Regions from separate parts of the Arachis hypogaea genome. Here region 1 is linked to region 2. A link is a contact called in public Hi-C data. All regions are on one chromosome and are shown on one strand. Each heading gives the region's core, a stretch centred on a gene start, on an enhancer-like site or on the middle of the called end of the contact. The rest is flanking DNA. Distances are from core to core; before and after follow the strand shown. Region 1 has its middle 8.1 kb from the start of LOC112780018. Region 2 holds the start of LOC112779625 (beta-fructofuranosidase, cell wall isozyme).

Region 1 (4,566 bases), core at 1,398-3,897, 50 kb after region 2:
ATTTAATATGTTTTTAGGATCGAGTATTATTTTGATTTTCAATGTTTGGATCAAATCCTAATTTGGTCCTTAACATTTTAAAGGTTATATTTCTGTCTCTAAAAATTTTAAATAGGTTTAACATTGTGTTTAACATTGTCCTACCATCAAATTTGACATTAATTAGTGGACGTTATTAGTTACGTTATATATTTTTCCATGTGTTAGAAAAATATAATGATTCTAAATACTTCTCCTCAAATTTTTCTTTATAAAACTTTAAATTCTAACAATCAATGATCAACACTTTAAAATTAAAGAAAAACTTTTATATTAATGATCCTTTAGTGAATTGATTTCACTTATATACTAAAATCGAATGCTATTGCCTCCTCAATATGCGAATTATTTGTGAAATATTCAATGGTGGGACGGCATTGAACCAACTTAAAGCTTTTTTGGAATTGAAATAGAAAGTTTGAAAGTTTTTTAAATTGAAATAGAACGATTGAAATATTATAGATCAAATTAGAATTTTATCCAAACATCACAGATTAAAATAATACTTTACATTTAAAAAAAGGTTTTATTATGTTATGAGTTGTACAATTATTAACGTATGTATGTAGTTGTACTTAGCACATATCAATTCATTCTTTCCATCAGGCCGGAAACCTAATGACTAATCCTCTGTAGAGGCAAAGTGGACGACCCTCCCAAGCAAGCAAGCTCTATTCCCATCCTCCAGTGAGTATCGAACTCGGGAGAGATGGTTAAGAGACACAGACTCTCAGACTCTCATCCATCTGTGTCAACTTGCGTTATGATATTTCTTGGATTTCAAATGAAGTCAAATATGAAGAAACAAATAATTCTTTTTTAATCGATGGGCTCAAAGGCCCAAGGAAACAAAGCTAACTAGCCACAAGAAACAAAATTCCTCTGTAATTAGCAAAAAAATGTATAGCAATACAAGTCATACAATTTTCTAAGAAAAAAAAAAATCAGAGCCTGAAGATAAATTGATTGCCGTCTCCATTAACCAAATAGTAACAGAGGGAGACTCCAAACGAAGCTTGAAAAAGATTAAAAAGAAAAGAAAGAAAGACAAAAGAAGAAAAAATTCCAAAGACTGAGAAACAAAATTGCACCAAGAGCGAAAACAAAATTCGAAGGAGGCTTGGTTGATCATCCATGATGCGTAACTGGTGGTAGCTAGTGGCTCGAACTCTATAGCACTGGAGGTAGAAGTTAGAGTGATAGTAGTGAAATTCTAAAATTTTCTTGCATTATGTTGAGATTATGTTATGTTCAGTGTATTTATAAAGCTAAAAAGTAAAGATTATTTAATAATTTAATATTTTTGTTTTAAAATTAAAACTAAATAGAATTCGATAAGATAGAAAAGATAAGATTAAGATAAATAATTAATTTGAATTATCAAAATAATCTATAGATAGATAGAAGTAAATTTATGAAACAAATTTGATCTAGCTTGAATTGATTTCATTAATAGACAATTTATTAGTAATAGTAGTTTAGGAATTTTCTTTTGGAGCAAATTAGTGGACAAGACAAAATACAAATTAAATTCGAATAACGACGTACCTAAATTTAGCACAGATTAAATAAGATTTTTTTTTTCTGATTTCTTTTCACACAGACACTATGAATAAAGTGTATAAAATCCGCCTAAGATAACTCTAATGTCGCCTTCCTGTGAACCACAATTTAAACATTTTTGTTGTGACGCAGCAGAGGCCCAACACAGATGGCACACCTATTTATCTTATACAATGCTGCATCCAGGTTCTAATCTCAGCTGAAATATTGGTGTAATGTCTATAATTGAGAACTGTCCAATCCACTTGACAAAAAAAAAAAAAACATTTTTTGTGACATTTTAAACTTTATACAACAACAACCAATTTTGAAGAGTTTAAATTTAATTATTTAAATTGAATAAAATTTATTTCCACTTTTTATAGGTTATTTTAGTTCTAAATTTATTTCCACTTTATATTCCATTTTTTTAATTATTTAAGACTGAAATTTAAAATTTAAAATTTATCTCTCAATTTTTATATTTATCTTAAACAAAACATAATATTTAAACATAACTTAATACGTTTTACATTTCTAAGACTGATATTTAAAATTTTGAATTTATCCCTTAAATGTAGTATCTTCCAATTCAACTAATTCCTTTAAGGTTTATACCTTCAAATCAACCAAACTCTCTTCTTGATAAATCTTGCTTCATCTTCCTTCCCTTTTAGTAGAGTCAACAGGTAATTCAGAAAGAAAAAATTAGCAACAATTGCACCATGACAGGTGCTACTGCTAATCCAAGTATCTATCTACATGTTCCTGATGGCTGAATGAGGTTGGATCACATAAACTTTGATTCAAAATTTATATTAAATCCAAATTGTAATAATATATTGTTTGAATTGTATTTGTTTTTGTGTTAATATTCAAAGTACTCGATTATCTGATTTTCAAATTAGTTTTGGAAAAATAAAAACAATTAAATTAGTTCACATATCATCCATAAATATTTCTTTCTTTCATTAACAGTGAGTTAATGTGCATATCTGGGCCTATACTTTACTTGTCCAGCCCACTTCAAGATTAACATAGGGACTGCATTTAAAATTGGGTTTGCCCAGAACGGCCCAATCACCCCAGAGACCATTACAGAAGAGTTAGTGCACATGGGGCAAACCACCTCCGGTACGGGTCCCAAAATATGATTTTTAAGAGTCTTTTTCAAGAAAGGACTAATTCCACTATTCCTATTCTATAAATACTTCAGGTGTTTTTTTCAATTTATTCTCACTAATATCGAAGTTCTTTGTAGGTAAGGGTGGTAATAGGTAGAATAGGATAGAATTTGAAATCAATCTTAATTCTATTTGTAGGTTGAAATTTTTATATAAATTCAATTATACCTTAATTGAAAATATTCTAACTCTAATCTTACTATTCTTAATTTGCAGGTATCCAATTTAACTCGTAGGTTACAAAAAAAGATATAATATTATTATATAACTTGATGATAATTTAAAATAGAACCGATTTTTATGATAAAAAAATAAATAAGTATTAAATTATCAATTAATATTTTTTTTTAGTGGCTAAAGATTTTTTGCATTTAGTGAGAAGTCTTTAGTTTAACATCTAAAAATGTATTTTTATATAAATATATAACATATACATATATAGGATACGAGTTGGTCAAGTAGGATTGAGACTCAACCCACCACTCTATCCAACCCACATAAAAATCTTACCCACCATATTCTATTCGCTGGAGATCGAGTTGGCAATTCTATGTGACATGATGGAGTCAGTTGGATACCCGCAAATATGAGGTATGTTGCCACCGGTATTTATGGATACTTCCAACACAACATCAACACTCATTAATAGCTTGAAGAAGAAGAACAAATAACAAGAACGTTATTTTTTTTGTCTGATTCTATATTTCTAGATTAGTTCTTTTCTAGGATCTCTTTGTTTTTTATTTTTCATTGGAGCCTCCAACTCTCAATGTTATTGATGTGCACTTTTAGTGAACTCACGTTTGTCAAATTCATACGAAATCTTGAGCTCTTAGGAGATTTAAGCTAAATTTAAAACACTTTTCTAATTTTTACTAATTTTTGTGAATTTGTTTCTTTTTATTATTTCCACTATAATTTAACCCGTTCTAGCCTTTTAGTAAAAAATGGTTAAGATTAATTGTATTCGATATATTTATAGATGGTCTGCCAATAATTCAAATTGAATCTTCGATATATTTAATTGTTATTGCTAAAATTTGATTAAAATATTAATAAGCTGCTGATGATTGTTAGCATAGAGTTTTATTTTATTTTACTTTTTTTTAAAAAAGTGTAAGAAAAATATAAAAAAAAAGATGGTAATAGTAATGATAATAGTGGTGATTATTGGCAAATTTTAGGAGAGGACGATGATAATTGTGGTGTTAAAAATAGTGATAGAAAAGAGTTAAGAGAAAATAATTTTCTGAATTTTTCAAAAGTTGATAATAATTATAGGGGTGATTTAGGCATTTATTATGTATTTTTAATAGATTCGATAAAAAATTAACTATTAGATATTTTTGTCGGACAAATTAATTTTTATGATATAATTTTAATTTAATTTTTTTGTTGTGATAGTTTTGTCGACATCCAAATTTTTAATAATTAAAAATAATTATTTATTCATTTTAAATATTAACTCATTTGCTTTTTCTTATTTTTGGTAGAGTGACATTTTAAAAGAAAGATTTAATTATTCTTTATCCTTATTATTTATATTAATTCTTTATACTTTAAAAACTTATAATTAAATACCTTCTTTTTGTCAAGGTAGGTAGTAATTTTATTGCAATCAAAAGGGTTGGACTCTAATTCCCACAAAAGGGATGCACTAGCAACAAATATAAATAAGGCTCATTTTTTTGATATGGATTTTTTGGATGCATTATTCATAGTTATGAAAAATTTGTGTATTTTTAATTAATATAGAGCTGACTTTTTTTTATTTCAAAATATAAATTGGAGACACTGAATT
Region 2 (4,149 bases), core at 780-3,279:
TTTTTTATTTGTCTTTTTCTAATTTGTAGCTTTGTAATGGGTAAAGTTATTATGACTAGTTCGCCAACGAGCTATAGTTCAAATAGCATAGTATCTCCATACTTATTTAGGTAGTGTTTAGTGGAGAGACAGGGACTGAAAGATTGAAATTGAAAAACAGATACTAAGAGACAAATATTGAAATAAATCTCAGTATTTTGTTTGGTGTAAAATGGGAGACAGAAATTGAAACAAAAATGAAGCTCTAATTTAATTTGTACAAAGACTAAAATTAGAATTAATTAATTAAAATGAGAGTATTTTAGGTATAAAATATTATTAAAATTTCAGTCTCTGTCTCTAAAAATTTCAGTCTCCTGTGTTCCCATTTTTTGGAAGTACTGAAATACTGAAATTTTGAAAATAGAAATAAAAATTTTAGTACCAGTCTCTGAGCCAAAAAATATGATACTGAGTCTCAATATTCCAATCTCTGTCCCAATACCTCAAAATAAACGCTAGAGATCGCAGATTTAAGTTTCACTCCTAACTTTAAAAAAAAAAAAAAACAGTATACTAGTTCTCATTTTTTCCCCTCAACCAATAATCCGAGGACAGAATAGTGAATCTCCTAAAGTGAATAATAAGGGTGATTGTAAAATGACTGCAAATAACATTTTTGTTTTGTAACATATTTTTACATGCTGAGATATATTAATACGGTGACACATTATTGAGTTAAACTCCACCATTTTTTAGTTAGACTCCACCTTCAATTTCACCGCTATTAAACTTGGCTTCCCTATATATAGCTTGAATCCAAATATAACGTTTTCAATGTAATTCTTTTTTATAGGTAATTATCCAAATTGGTGAAATTTTAAAATATTTCCAAGAGTTACCCCATCAGACGGACTAGTAATTAGACTAATTTGTCTTCTCATAATATTTGTTTGGAGTTAATTATTTTACAACAAAATTTGTTATAGATTTATTTGTTCAGCACAAATATTTAAATTTCTATTAAAAGACATAAGAACTAATCTATTTAATAGAATTATTCTCAGATATTTCTTAATAATAATAATTAGTTAAACATCAAAATATCTGATTAAAATTTATTAAAGTTTAATTTGAGTGTTTATTATTATTATTATTATTATTATTATTATTATTATTATTATTATTATTATTATATAGGTGGATTAAACATGAAGATATTTCAGTGACTACAATGACTATATAAATATTGTTAAAATTAAAATTACACTTTTTTATATTTTAATAATAATTTTTTAATTAAAAACAGTTTTAAATAATTAAATAATATTATTTAATTTTTAGCAACACTTTTTAAAATACATTAAGTAACACAATTACCGGAGCACAACCATATTAAAATGCACCATATATATCCCTTCTTTTAAGAATAATAAAACTTTACTAATTCTAAAACTTAAACCTAAAACTATTTATTAAAAAATAAAATACACATCCTCTTAACTAAATTTATATTTAACATTATTACACACGTTTATTAACATAAATAAATAATTAAGGCCTTTTAATATACTCGAATCAAGATATTAAAGGAATGGTTAGAGAAATAATGAAAGATGAAGAAGTAGAGAACTAACCATTGGGATCTGTAAGTCCATCTCACCATTTCATGTGCCAAAGCACAAAAGATGAAAGAAGCCAAAGCCAAATAAACCATAATTAGATTAAAAAATGAAGAACAATTAGTTAAATGTAAAATAGAGAGCATTTGAGGAGGTTAAAGCTAACAAGTAAGTAAAAGAAGAAATTAAATTAAAGAAATACCATTCATCCAATTCTTTGAAGGCAAGAAGTGAAAAGAAGGTCTATATGTATGGTTTGGAATTATCATGTTATTAGAAGAATGAGTAGTTTGATGAGAAGCTTCATCAATAATATGAGCAATAATAACACTTCTACCATAGCCAAGAATAAGAAGAAGAGTAGCCAACAAATGAAGTGAAGCCATAGCAGCCATGGTGGCTTTGTGGGGGTGACAAGAGAAATTGAAGCTATGCAATAATGTGAATTGGAAGAATATATTTATAATGAGAGAAGATACTAAATTAATTTTAACAATGTATACCAAAATTAACTAACAAAATTAATTACTAAAATAGAATATACATTAAAAATAAGATATATAATTTAATTAAATATATGTATACATAAATATATAATAATTAATTTTAATAATCGATTTTAATGTACAAATATATTTTTTATTACCAATTATTATTACGAATGCGTTAAAAATAGCATAACCTTCTCATACTCACTTACACTTTGTTTGGATGTAGAAAGAAAATGAAAGAAAAAAAATAAGAAGAAAGAAAATAGAAGAAAAAGTTAAATTATTTGTGTATTGTTTGGATGAATAGAAAATAGATGGAAAGAAAATAGAAAAAAAAAAATTATTTAGATGGAAAGAAAAGTGAGAACAAAAATTATAATAATATAAAATTACATTAATACCCTTATCATAAACTAAAGCATAAATATTATTATTTATTCATGTTTTATTATATTTTATAAATATTATAAAATATTATAATTTTATATATTTGATTTAAATTATTTATCTAATACATATAATGTTTAAATATAAAACTCTACTATAATAATATATTAAACTAAATTTATATTAATAATTGTTAATAATAATATAACTAAGAGTAGTATTAAAAATATAAAAATATAGCATTTTTTTCTTGTTTTCTTACTTGTGATGGAAAGAAAATTTTTTTAGTAAAATTTATATCTAATTTTTTTTTCTTCCTTATTTTTTTGACAACCAAACAAAGAAAAATATAATTTTTTATCCATTTTTTTCATCTATTTTTTTTACTTATTTTTTATCAAACTAAATATAGTGTTAGAGATTGCGCATGGAGTAATTTTAAAAGGGGCGCGAACGTGAATATACCACAATAATTTAATATACCAAGGGTGTTATTAATTAGGCATTTAGGCCATTTTTTAATTTTTACATAACCCGATAAATAAAAAACTTTAAAAAATATCAAAAGATCATATTTAGTTTCTCCCAATAAATATTTTAGAATTATGTTTACTAAATTATGTGAAGAATGTGAGAGAGACAAAAAAATGAAAAAATGAAATACCCTCGATTCTGAGAAGGTATCAGAAAACTCTGTTAGATTTGAAAAGGAGAGCTAAGATCGAGAGAGAAAAGGAGTAGAGAGCAGAAAGAAGAGAAGAAACGAGAAACTGAGTTAATTGATTCTAAAAACGGCTTTACAGAATAGGTTTACTCTTGTATTTGTAGTCACAGCTGAAACAGATTTTTCTAACAACTAATTACCCTTCTAACAAATTTGACAACTCAGCACAACTAACTCCTAATCACATGTCTCACACTTCAGCTAGTTTCATCTCTTATCTCTATTTATCCTCAACATTCTTCCTCAACATGAGCTTGGGTTGGTCAACTAGTCTTAGTTTGCGTATAATCTTCAAGAAGGCATCATAACTCACTGGCTTGGTAAGAACATCTGAAATTTGATCTTGAGATGGAATATGGACTACATATACCTGTTTGTCCTCAACTCTATGTCGAACAAAGTGGAGATCAATTTCAAAATGTTTGGATCGGTTGTGCAGAATTGGATTCTGACTCATGAGCACCATGCTTTGATTATCACAAAACAATGTTGGAGGAAGTCCAGCCAGTATGTACATTTCATGGAGGAGTTTTTGCAGCCACATAGTGTCTATCATGGCATCAGCCAGGGCTCTAAACTCAGCCTCGGCGCTTGATCTGGCTACAGCTGTTTGCTTCCTGCTTGACCAATTTATGAGATTCACCCCAAGAAATATGCAATACCCTATTGTTGACCGTCTATCCACAGGATCTGCTGCCCAATCTGAGTCGCAAAATGCTTAGATTCTAAAGTCACTGCTTCTGTGAATTTCAAGTCTAAAATCAATTGTCCCGGCCAGGTAGCGAAGGATTCTCTTTACTGCCTTCCAGTGCTATTCCAGGGGAGCATGCATAAATTGGGATACTTTGTTCACGGAGAAGGCAATACCAGGCCTGGTGATGGTGGCGTATTGCAGCCCACCCACTATGGATCTGTACGAAAAAGGCTTATCAAATGTTGTACCTAT

The links. Hi-C and Micro-C count contacts between places; a contact is called where the count stands out from the background.
Region 1: a contact with region 2 is called in a Hi-C map of leaf, with 2.5 times the contacts expected there. The contact joins the enhancer-like site here to the promoter of LOC112779625 in region 2. A contact is called at or near these places in 2 of 8 Hi-C or Micro-C datasets (both in leaf).

The regions. Positions count from the first base shown.
Region 1 is chr19:10,192,299-10,196,864 of arahy.Tifrunner.gnm2.J5K5, forward strand. No RefSeq gene overlaps it. Among protein-coding and RNA genes, the nearest start is that of LOC112780018, 8.1 kb to the left of the region's middle. Within about 2 kb of position 2,648, at least 3 of the 3 cell types and tissues checked have open chromatin away from gene starts, as enhancers often do.
Region 2 is chr19:10,143,195-10,147,343 of arahy.Tifrunner.gnm2.J5K5, forward strand. LOC112779625 (beta-fructofuranosidase, cell wall isozyme) reads right to left here and starts at 2,030. Exons shown (of 6, transcript XM_072228847.1): 1 at 1,804-2,030. The coding sequence starts at 1,996.